2 separate regions of the Rattus norvegicus genome follow, and region 2 is linked to region 1. A link is a contact called in public Hi-C data. All regions are on one chromosome and are shown on one strand. Each heading gives the region's core, a stretch centred on a gene start, on an enhancer-like site or on the middle of the called end of the contact. The rest is flanking DNA. Distances are from core to core; before and after follow the strand shown. Region 1 has its middle 110 kb from the start of Emcn. Region 2 overlaps Emcn (endomucin).

Region 1 (5,860 bases), core at 34-2,533:
GTAGCTCAGCTTGGAAGTAAGTGATTACCTCAGGGTTGAGGAATATGAGAAGGATAGAGAGAGATAAAAACCCAAAAGCTCAAATTGTGAGAGCTACTTGGAATGGTGGGTAGAAAGCAGTGAGGGGTTAAGAGCATCAAGGAGTGAATTGTTAATAAACCTCAGTCATGCGAACAAGGAATGTCCAATAACAAAGGGACAGACTGGGAATGAAGTATGTTCCAGAAAGAGGGGACTGCCAAACAGTGCCAAGAAGAAAGAACAAGGGGAAGGAGACAGGCAATGAAGGGTTTAACCTGAAAACAGCAGTTTCTATAGAGGACAAGAGTTGGGTTATGTTTTGACGGACAGATCCCAGGAGTTACCTACTGTTTGGAGATCAAGTATCTGGAGCATGTGAAGCCTCCTTCAGTGTCAAAGGATCACACTAAGTTGTCTTAGCTTCGGATGTCCCAGTGGATAAGAGACCAGGGGGTGAGTGAACAACCATATGAGTGTCCTAGTTTCAAACGCTGGCAAACACAAACAATCCAGAACTATCTGGTGATAGTGCAGTAAGGATCCATTCTTGCTTCTAGACAGTGTACTCTTGCTGTGGCGTCACATGCATGTGGAGTGTATGTTGTGGGGAAAACAGATATCTTTAGACTCTTCTGGTAGATACATTGCTAGCAACATTAGGACTCCGTCTTTGTGATTTAATCTGAATTGTTTCCACTCTCAAAGACCTTATTTCTAGGCACCAGCATATTTAATGTATGAGCTTCAACCTACATGTTTGCAGGCTGCGAAGGTACAAATACATTCTACAGCAATGGCCATGGGGGTTGATTATCAATTGTCTGTATTCAATTGACAAAATTCTACACTGTCTCATGCTGACCCTCTCTAGTTTCATTTTACAGTAAACAAGGCACACTAGCAAAAACATCTATAGTTTTTAAAATATCAAAATCAGTGATTTGATCTTTACCAATTAGACGGCCAATCAACTGAGATTTCTGAAGATGAAAGTGAGCTATACTCCCCAGAAATCTGTGAGTCTTATCTAGAATCTTCCTTCTTTTTTGTTTACCTTTGGTTCTAAAACGGAGTAGAGCAGGTCTGTCCCACCTCTGGGCTCATGAAACCGGGAGAAAAGTGAGACACAGATGCTGCTTCAGGTCTCAATTCCTCTGTTTCAGGATGCTAAGCTGTTGCCTTCATTGTCATAGGCAGCATACTTTAAGCTCCATATGCTATAAGCAAATGGATTTAGGAGAGCAGATATCTGCATGGTTGATACACTCAGCATCCTTTGTTAGGCAGTGTCTCTGTCTCCTAGCAACATTGTAGGGAAATCCATCAGGGGTATGAAATTAGATGTCCATGTAGGCGGAATACCTGTAGAGTGTTCAGTTTTATGAAAAGCTTTCACTAAAAATTATATATATTATGCAAAATGCTACAGTAACATAAGGTTAAAGTAGAAATTGTTCAACTCCCACATGAGCAATTTAAGGTTCCAACAGTACCCAGTAGCCAAGAGTCTGCAGTGTACAAAAAAAGAAGAAAAAAGGCTCAGAAAGATACTGTAAAAGACACTGTAAAGCCAGGTAGGCTAACAACCCAGAACAGTTTCTTTCTCAATAAAGGGGGTGGGAGGAGACATTTTGCAGGTTGTTTTGTGAAAAAAAAAATTCTCTCACCTTTGGGAGGGGACAAAATGAATTACTCTCTCCTGCAAATAAACAGCAAACAAGATGGAAATATAAAATTCCAGAACAGATGACAAGGAGCTCTTCCCTGAATGTACTGGTTGCCCCCACACATCTAAACCCATACAAATAGATCTATTCCTTATTACTTCATTTCTTACAGTAGGTGACAGTCATCTGTCTACCTCAGCCATCAAATGCAATCAAACTAATAATTCAGGTCCAAGAGGAACATGTCCTAGGATCATTGTGAGATGAACCTGCCCAAGAGATTCTTGAGGAATGATTAATTCTACAGAGAGTATGGCACATGGTGTTTGCCTCATTGACGCAAGGCCTGTGAAGAAGTTCACACCCACAAAGAGCCTGTTACCTTTCTTCCAGCCTTTAGAGAATGAGATAAGTTTCTTCTCAGTTGCTTTATTATGTAGTTAGATTCATATTCCTACTACCTTACAACTAATATTGTTAAGTACTTATTGTATATTATGCAGTCATCTGAACTGGAATTTACACAGACACACACACACACACACACACACACACACACACACACACACGGTATATATGCAAATATCTAGCTGCATAGGATTGAGCTTATTTGTGTCGGGCACTGTGCCTGATGTTGGTAAATGATTGTGGATAGTTCAGGCTGCCAGGGTTGCTATGGAATTCACAGTCCTGAGAAAGATGGACATACAGTAAAAATTAAAGCTAGGTGCTATCAAAGGACATTTGCTTAAAATATTCAGATAATGAAAGACCTTTTCCTTTTAATTTAATTACCCTCTTTAAATATAAATTATAATTAATAATTGTGCTAGTTGTTTTTATGTTCTATTCTTTTGGGGAAAAAAAGGCTTTTCAAAAGTCATGAAAGAACACTCAACGTAAAGATTGGTGATCAAACTAAGGATGGTTTCAGCTCTCTGGCAGTATTAGGAGAGCCCGAAGGGCCTCAGGCAGGTAGACAGCTCTTCCTTTCTGGGTCCCTTGGTTTGTCTATAGACTTCACTTCTTCAAGGATGGAATGGAAGGTTGAAACATTGATCTTTTTAGGGTAATCCAGATTTCTTCTACCTGATACCTTAGACCAGGACCAGATCTTTGATAAGTGTTATATGAACCAAAGGACCAAACTCCAGCTTCCATGAAGGGAAGAAGAAAAGAAAAGACATGCCAAGTTAAGATGTCTGCTATAAACTTGATGCATTCTAGAAAATCTTTCTTTTAAACTATTATAAATTTTAGGTTTCTTAGTACATGTAGACTGGATTAACACAACACATTAAATTAAGTTTCTTATAAACAAACAACAAAAATTTGTAGGATGAGAAGGTCAGTACCAGGGCCTTGGTAGATCTGAAGCCCACTGAGTGATCTTTCCAGTTCGGACACGATAGTGCCTTTCCAGTCACACTTTCACATGAAAGTGGCAAGGCCTGTGTTAGAAATGTCCTAATCCCATCAGGAAAGTTCTCACTCTTGTGACTTAACCCATGGCCTCATCTTTGAATCACATTGACAAATATAGGCTTTGGTATATGAATTTTGGAGAAACACAAACATTCAGGGGTCCAGAAACACTGGTGATTTGACACTTACTTATTCTATTGTCTAGAACTGGGTATTTCCTTGTTTTGGCAAACAAAAGCTTGGGCATATCACTCTCAAATAGCAAGGCACATGAATTCACTCAGACCACTGTGATGGAGTGAGAACTCAAGAGAACCCTGGGAGGAGATTGGCACATGATGCAGGCCATGCCTCTATCAGTGGTATCTCAAGCAGGATCCCCACAAGAGTGTTTTTACTTGGGCCTCAGGTCTTCGGACTATGGTACAAATTTCCTTCTCCATCTTCTCATAGCTTCTGTAACCTGACACCTCCTAAAATATCCTTTTCTTCTGTTTAAGTTAATCTGAGTCAGTTTCTGTTTTTAAGTGTTGAGAACTTTGACTACTATGGGTAGGAAGCTAGATCACGAATCATGGGGGAGAAAGGCTATATCAGGTATAACAGCAACAAGGCTAAGTTCTTAGAGGAAAGATTGGCAAAGTTGAATTCCCTAACTTGGTTTTTGTATTTATAGTTACACAAGGATCACCACAGAGTAGGAAAGCTGGCGAAAAATTCGAATGTTAACCAAGGTTATGTTCATCCATTATCCACTAAAATTAGGAAGACCCAATATAAGGATTTACTTGTACTAGCTCTAAAAATACTTCCCGAAGAGGTATTCATTCAGTTTTTTATTCAGTCTATCATAATACCTGACTTGAGCCAGATCTACTAACTAGACATGAGTGGAATGACAGTAAACACAATAAATGCAGCACCCATCTTCCTGAAAATTAGAGATGAGTAAGGGAGATATTAAATAATTATATACACAGTTACTCTTCATTTTGTTTTTATGGATTCATCTACTTAGTGAAAAATATTTATTCCTCTAGAACGTATCAGAAACCTGAGAGGTGAGAGACTCTCAGGACTCAAAGGGAGGGACCTTAGAGGAAATGCCCTACAGTAGGGAGAGGGAACTTGTAGAATCCACCTCCAGTAGAAAGACATGACATCAATTGTAGGGATGGGGTTGTCATCCCATAGTCAAAATCTCTGACCCAGAATTGTTCTTGTCTAAAAGAATTACAAGGACAGAATGGAGAAGAGACTGAGTGAAAGGAAGTCCAGCTACAGGCCTAGCTTGGGATTCATTTCAAGGGGAGGCTCTAAGGCCTGACACTATTATTGATGCCATGGTGTACTTTTATACAGAAGCCTAGCATGGCTGCCCTCTGAAAGGCCCAACAAGCAGATGACTGAGACAGACACAGATACTTACACCCAACCATTGGACTAAAGTCAGGGACCCCTGTGGTTGAATTAGGGAAAGGCTGGAAGAATCTGAGGAGGAGGGTGATCCCATAGGAAGATCAGCTATCACAACTAACCTGGATCCCTGAGATCTCACAGACACTGAACCACCAACCAGGCAGCATACACCAGCTGTCCGGAGGCCCCTGACACATGTACAAAGAGCAGGGGACTGCCTGGTCTGGCCTCAGTGGGAGAAGTGCAACAAACCCTTGAGAAACTTGAGGCCCCAAAGAGTGGGTAGGCCTGGCAGTGGGTGGGTGTGGGTGGTCACATCTTCTTGGAGACAGGGGGGCAGGATGAGTAGGATAGGAAGGAGGATGATGATGAAGAGGAGGAGACCAATGACTTGTGCAAAGAATAAGAATATCACTTTAAAAAAAAGAAAAATATTTATAAGTTCCAAACCAGTCAATGACAGACAGATGCAGGGGCTGTGGATAATTGGAATCATCAGATGGACAAGTTCTCAGAGGTCACTCTGTCTGGTTTGAGCTCTCAGGCAGAAAGGACCAGATAGGGGAGACAGTAGGGGAAAAACAGTGCAAAGAGCATCAACTGTTGCCAACTAAATTGAGTCAGCATTCCAACCCCAGCTTTGATTAGCAAGGTAGCCACTTTCTGCTTGGAGCAATGCTTCAGAGAGTGATAATTCAGTGATTAGGACAAACCATGGTGAATAATGAGAACTGACAATAATAAATCTTAATAAAATGACAGACACAAGGTGTTATGGTGACAGAACACAGTAAAACAGTAATTGAATCAGGAGACCAAGAAGGTCAGTGTAAAAAGACGCTGCATTAAATCAGTCTCTGAAATATGAGTAAGAATTTTGGTGGTTTTTTTTAAAGAAATAGTTTGTGCTCTTCCCACTGCCTATGTCTGCAAGTGGTCAAGGATGCCTATGAGTGTGGTCCAGCATTAAACTGTAAATATATTTTTAAAACTTCAAGGAACATTTTTCATGTTTATTTTTGGTGGGGGCTAGTTTTCTGGCAACTCAACTGTGCATTTCTCAAGCATCATGGAACGATATCAAAGGATCAGACACCTATGTTCAGAGAACACAGCAGAGTAACTGGAACAGTACTTAACGTGGACATGGAGGAGGTGGGTTGGGGTGGCAGTAGAGATGGAGACATGATAGACAAAGAGAAGTTATTTCATCCATACCAACATGTCTGTTAGGAATCATTATTTCTGCTCTCAGGAGAGTGGGAAGCTACTGGAGGGCTATGTGTAGAGTCAAAGTCTAGCCAGATTTTACTGGCTGCTTCTGTGCT
Region 2 (6,407 bases), core at 2,378-4,877, 180 kb before region 1:
GCAAGAATGGATAAATGTGTGAAAACTTGAACTTTGTGGCAAGTCCGGGGCAGAGGACTGGAAATGGGCAGATGAGTCGGAGTCATATGGCAGAACTAAGCAAGCAAAGGGAGGTGTGGCCAAAATACCAAGTCAAAAGGCAGCATTACCCTTGGACTAGGGAAACAATTAAATAAAGAAGGAAGGAACATGAATAAAATAGAGATTTTTGTTTAGACTAATTCATTAACATTGGCTCCTCAGCTCCAACAAATATGCTGTTCTAAGCTAAACTGATTATGAGGACAGATGACTGTGGTTATTTTTGTAGATGATGTTGATGATGATGATAATGATGAACTCTAGATAAGGAATATGAGGAAATGTCTTAACTTTATAACTTACCTACTTTAAAATAGTAATTTAATCTACTCTAAAATGGAAAGTTTATTTAAAGGAAGGATAAACTGCATAATACTATCATGGAAAGTACCTATGTTGGAAAGACATTGAGCCTCTTAAGGAGAGAAAGGGGGTCCCAGAGATTATGGGCTTCTAAACTAAATTTCCACATACCTTTGCTCACTCTGACTATGCATGTTATTGCACACGGTCTTTGGAGCATACATACACACACACACACACACACACACACACACACACACACACACACCTATGACTATCTTCACAATTGAAGCTGTTTCATCAGTATGAATTGCTTGTCTATATTTGCTCTACCAACAAATCTTAATCATTGTTCCGTCCAGCAGCACGGGGAGAATTTCGCCACCTGCTCCCCCTGTCCTTTGCGATTGCGTGGCATGATATCTGTCGTTGCTATAACTCTTCTCCTTCTGACAGATGAAGTTCAAGGTTTCCCTAAGCAACCGTTCATCCTCCCTTTGGGAAAACAAAATGAAATGAAACAAAAAGGCCAGTGCTTACCTGGGTCTCTTTTCCAGCATATTCGATACAAGCCCACCAGAGTAAACACCAAGACTGTTATAACAATCAGCGCGATAACCACGGGCAAAATAACACCTGAAAAGTATTGGGAACATCGTCAGCTCCAGTGGTGCTGATTCCATACAGATAGACCACACCGGACAGAACATGTGTGCTTTCTTCTTTAAACAACATTTTATCAAACCACTAGTATATTTCAGGCAATAATTAATATGATTTATGGGTTTGCTCTGCTTGTCATTTCTGACATATCCACTTGATGTCACCCTTGTAGCCTTTCTTCAACAGACTACCAAACCTCAGAGAGATGGCTTCCCATCTTCCGGGTGGCTGGGGGAGTAAGGAGAAAGACTAGAGGAAACAGTTCTCTTTATTATATCTATATATATTTTTGTATTTTATTGTAATAAAGTTACTTGAAAAAATACAGCTTACTGGGTGGTTCTAATTCAAAGGCTGAGACTTGCAAATATCTTTTCATCGTGTTGCCTTGAAGATAGAAAATGTGCAAAGGAGCATAAACAGATGGATGAAATAGCTTTTTAGAAAGTCTAAAACATAGCTTGAAATAGGTGTGACATTATTAGCTCTTCAGAAAGAAAGTGGCATTTATCAGTGGGTCAGTTCTTTTTGTGATTCCTTAATTAATGAAATGCTTTTTACCGACACCAAAGATACTCATTTGTACCTCCAGCTTCCCACACGTTCACCTTACTGTTACTTACTATAACTATTGAGTATCTTGAGTATTCTTTACTCAGACTTAGCACATCTGTGAGGTGTTATATTCTTAGACATGTTTATGTTAAAACGAAATTAACTGCAACCGATATGATAAAATTTCATCAAGGTTAAAAAAAGCATTGTTTTTATTATTGGTTGCTGTAGGAATATTTAATTGACAAAGGAAGGCGTACGGCATGATGATTTGCATAAAAGTTATTAGCGTGGAGATTTTGCCTTAGTTGAATACACTCCCATTAAGCTTTTAGTTGCCTCTTCTGGTGATTGCTTACCACAGGACAAAAGTGGAAAAGAAACAGAAAGAGAAATTTAAAAAAAAAAAAAGAAAATGGCCACAGTGTGGTAACTAAGATCAGGCTTATGAGGAATTTTTAAGCAGGCTGTAGTGAGGATGACAATGGAGTCACATGTTGAGTAAAGTTGGGAACAGGCTATCCACAGCCCCATTCCTTCATTGTTCTCACTCACATATTCTGTGTGTCTGTTTCCAGGAATGGAAATACATATGCTACTCACTGGAATAGGAGGGGGTGGTTGATGTAGTGGCTGTGATCTTCCCATCCTCAGTATCTGTTATTTTGAGAAAGAACATAGCTAAAGTCACCTTTGATAAATATGATAATCCACATAACCCTCCCTCTGCTCCCATTTAAGGATATATTCATGATTTATCGTTATGATGTCGCAAATGCAAAATTTTCTCTCACCCTGCAAGAGTGTGTCTCAAAAATGAAGATGGATAGTATTTATTCCATAAAGAAGAGTGAAGTAGAAGAAGTTTCCATCTAGATACACAAAAATCATACCCTGAATCTGTGAGATGGTTTTTGCAGTTGTTAGCGATGCAGAGGGCGTCTCGGTCGTCTTTGGTTTTTGGTCATCTGGCAGTTGATTGGTACCTGTAGGAAAATCACAAACCCAGGCTCAGTTTAGGCACCGAGACTTCAGTATTGGGTTTCTTTGAAGATTTAAACAGTCTGCATTTTGAAAGATCTGGGAAAACACTTTATTTCTGTATAAGAGAGATGCATGAAATGGTAATGCTGAACTTGACATCACGTATTTCTTCTGGAAAGATAGCAGACTTTGGCACCACGTGAACTGGATATCGACATTACGTCATCCGGAGAACTGCCTAAGAAAATGTGAGCAAGTCTCATATTCTGGTCCCCATTTCACAGAACCAAAAGCATGAGGTTCTTGTGAGATGTCAATCTACGATAAACACTAACCACACGTCAGATATTTTTGACCTTGGTAAATGCTATTTTGTCTATCACACATGCTTAACATAGATATAAATGTAGAAAGCTTCTGATTTTATGTTATTTTCCAATGGTCGAAGATAAAAGATCACTACGTAGCCTTTGATAAGAAGTCCAGGAGAAATGGTAGAGACTCCTTGATTTCCCTCCATAAGTTGCTACAACTGTATGAGCATCTTCCATTGAATAATGACTGGTAGATTGTATCATTGATCATGATCTTTTCTTCCTTTAAGGAAAATGTTCTTTCCTTATTTAATCAGAGGACTAAGCAGATTATTATTAATAATAAAAATTATTAAAATTTTAAATATAAGACAACATAGATTAATATATGTGACATAAAGCACTGCATTTCACTGTCTTTGTATCATGGCTGCTGGCTCATCCTTCCACAAAGCTCCCAGAGTGCAAAAGGCCTCAACATCCCTCCCACCAATTCCTGCCTTAGCCAGTGGGCACTAAACAAGACTGACTGCTTCCCTGCACCGACAAATCCATTTTGCTGAGGATCCCGTAGAGGTGTTGAGACCCTGCATAATGGCACCAGAGAGATTAATATTTCTAGGGCTGCGCCATGGCTCCTTTCTCCTCTGCCACCCACAGCATAGCACACGCTGCATGCTCTGTGGGGGCAGAATCATGTTGGGAGTCGACACTCTGCTTGCCAGGCAAGAGATATGTGGGAAGGAGCTGGATACATGCCCATAGGAACAAAGAGAAATGTCAGGCTAGTGCACAAAGCAGGGGGGAAAACGAAAAAAGGAAAAAAAATATTAAGCAAAAGTGCAGGAGCTAGCCGAGAGCTCTGTACTGTTAGTTTTGTTTTCCTGTGTCAAGGGCTGTGTGGGGGTGAATAGTCTTTTGGGTGTTTAGGTACAGGACAAGATGGCTTGCTGAATAACCAGTGCTTGTTCAATTTAGAACAGCTAGTTTTCAAGACTCCCTATACTCCCTCATTACCTCCTTATTTTCAGGCCAAGGGTGGACTGAGGACTCTTTCTGATTCAAGCTACGCCACCCCAAGCTTTCTGTAGAAAAGCTGATTTGATTGTCCAGGGTCAGTGGTTACCACTGTGAGTCAAAAGATTGCTTTGATAACATTCTTAAGTGAATGGTCAGGGCGGGTGAAGTAGAAACTTCCAAGTTTCTATTTTTGTTTTTCCTGTAACTGGAATTCTTAAGAAATCTTTTCTGACTGGAATGATGGCTCAGTGATTAGGAGCTCTGACTGCTCTTCCAGAGGTCCTGAGTTCAAATCCCAGCAACCACATATTGGCTCACAACCATCTGTAATGGGTTCTGATGCCCTGTTCTGGTGTGTCTGAAGACAGCTACAGTGCACTTATATACAATAAATAAATCTTTAAAAAAACCAAAATAATATCTTTTCTGAATTCAACACCACACACACACACACACACACACACACACACACACACACACACACACACACATCTGTGACTATAACAGAGGGATTCATAGTGTGATCTGATGATCTTGAGCTTCATTTATTGTGTGAAAAATGTGCCACTGCAAATTTCTACCAAAATACCATGGTCAGGGAAGGTCCAGATGAAGACTAATGCGGTAGGTAAGAACATGGTTCTGAAAGCCAGAGTCAAACTCTAACTGCAAAGCTTACTTCCTGTGGAGACTTGACAAGCGATTTAACCTCCTTTTGTCTGATTTTCTTACATGTAAATGGGGCTAGAATAGTTTAACATTATATTGTTGCCATAAAGATTAAATCGACTAGGAGAATAAATGATCCTAGCATAGTTATTTTAAATTATATAACATTATGTAATATAGGCTATATGATATTGTTATAATGTATGATTATGTCTTTTAGGAAGGTAAACTTTTCAACCAAAGGCAGTTTGTCTGATTTCCTAAAAAAATTCAGAGTATAGCCATGTGAAATTGACTTTTCAAACATCTCTGTTTCAGGTGCCTTTAAAAAAAAATGCCTGGAGAAGTCAGGAGTGGGAGAAATTAGAACTCATGCCCTTCTTAGATCACGTGTTTGCACTGGGTCCTGAGTTTCGTGATTCTGTTGGTTAGTGATCTACAGAGGCACTCCATCACAACTTAAATGACTTCAGGTCAAAATTCACATCAAACTATGTGAAGCAAGTTCTCTTAGAGCCAAATCTCTTGCACTGAAATGTGTTCGTGTTTTTCCCATACGTGCTGAGAGAGGCCACGTTCTGGTTTTGAGGACAAGGTTTCATTATACATCTCTGGCTATCCTGGACTCGTTAAGTAAAGGAGATGGCTCAAAACTGCCCCTTCCTCTAGAGTGCTGGGATCAAAGGCATGCAGCACGATGTACACGTTTTTCCTGTAAACTTCATAAGTCGTTTGAACCTTCACTAATAGAAGACTTCAATGATAGCTGAAGAAATCTGAGTTTGACCTGAGAATTGTATTCAAAGGCCTGAAGTTATAGAAATGTAGGTGGCTGTGATTCCCCAGGCTGGATGAAAGTCTGGCCAAGGTGACAATACCGAGAGCCTTAGATACCTTCCAAGATTCTTTTGGGCTGGAGGATTCCCTGATGACCCTTTAATAACTTCCTAAGCATGAATGCCAATCAAGGAGGCTTTTGCCCAGCTCTCCTCTTCTGCCTTCCCCCAACTTACCTTTCTGCTAGTGGCTTCTCCAGCCCCCCACTACATTCATGTATTTATTATTATTTTTATACAAGCGCATAAATATATAAATACAGCCCATTGAGTCCATTTAATGTTGCCTGTATGTTTTGGTGTTTTCCACTTGGTATTAGATAACAAGTACAGGTGCTGATGCTGACACTGGCATCCTGATGTTGAACATCCTGACACCCAAGGAAGGAATGAAGTCTATGCTGGGCTCTCCTTATCAGAAACGAAATGGTGGATTAGAAAAGCAGCCAGAACAACATAGTTCAGATGAGGGCTACTATGTACTATGCTTGCAATTGGTGTAGCTCTGTTGACAGAGGAGAGTACAATGGTAGGAATCCTAGAACTTTCTTCCAGCTTTAAGAATGTAGATTCTTGTCAGATGATGCTTTGCTTTTTCACAGCTCTTTTGTGCATTTTCTGGAGATGTCTATGTTACCAGTAGAACATCAGAGGGGAGTTTTTCTGCCTTTACTTGGTTTAGATAGATTTCTATTCTCCTCAGAGCTTACCTTTGTAAACTGGGACAATTTATACAGGAATGGGAAAGTTTTACCCCAAAGTCATTCACTTTACTTTGGGATATCAATGTGACTAACCTGAGATAGTAACATATGCTTACCTGGACATTATTATGAATTGAGATCTATTCACTTTGGATAACTCTATAGAAATTAATATTAAGGGAGGGTTTCCTCTTCCTTAATCAGTTTAAATAGTTATTAAGTGCCAGGAATTTGTGCATGAGATGCAAGAAAAAATGAAGCATGATACTATTATTGTA

What was found. Hi-C and Micro-C count contacts between places; a contact is called where the count stands out from the background.
Region 2: a Hi-C map of frontal cortex shows a contact between it and region 1, with 2.1 times the contacts expected there. The contact joins two enhancer-like sites.

What each region holds. Positions count from the first base shown.
Region 1 is chr2:228,449,149-228,455,008 of GRCr8, reverse strand. No RefSeq gene overlaps it. Among named protein-coding and RNA genes, the nearest start is that of Emcn, 110 kb to the left of the region's middle. Within about 2 kb of position 1,283, at least 15 of the 93 cell types and tissues checked have an H3K27ac peak or open chromatin away from gene starts, as enhancers often do.
Region 2 is chr2:228,626,526-228,632,932 of GRCr8, reverse strand. It overlaps Emcn (endomucin), which reads right to left. Exons shown (of 12, transcript NM_001004228.1): 6 at 2,496-2,588; 7 at 2,206-2,259; 8 at 925-1,020. Among named protein-coding and RNA genes, the nearest start is that of Emcn, 65 kb to the right of the region's middle. Within about 2 kb of position 3,627, at least 32 of the 93 cell types and tissues checked have an H3K27ac peak or open chromatin away from gene starts, as enhancers often do.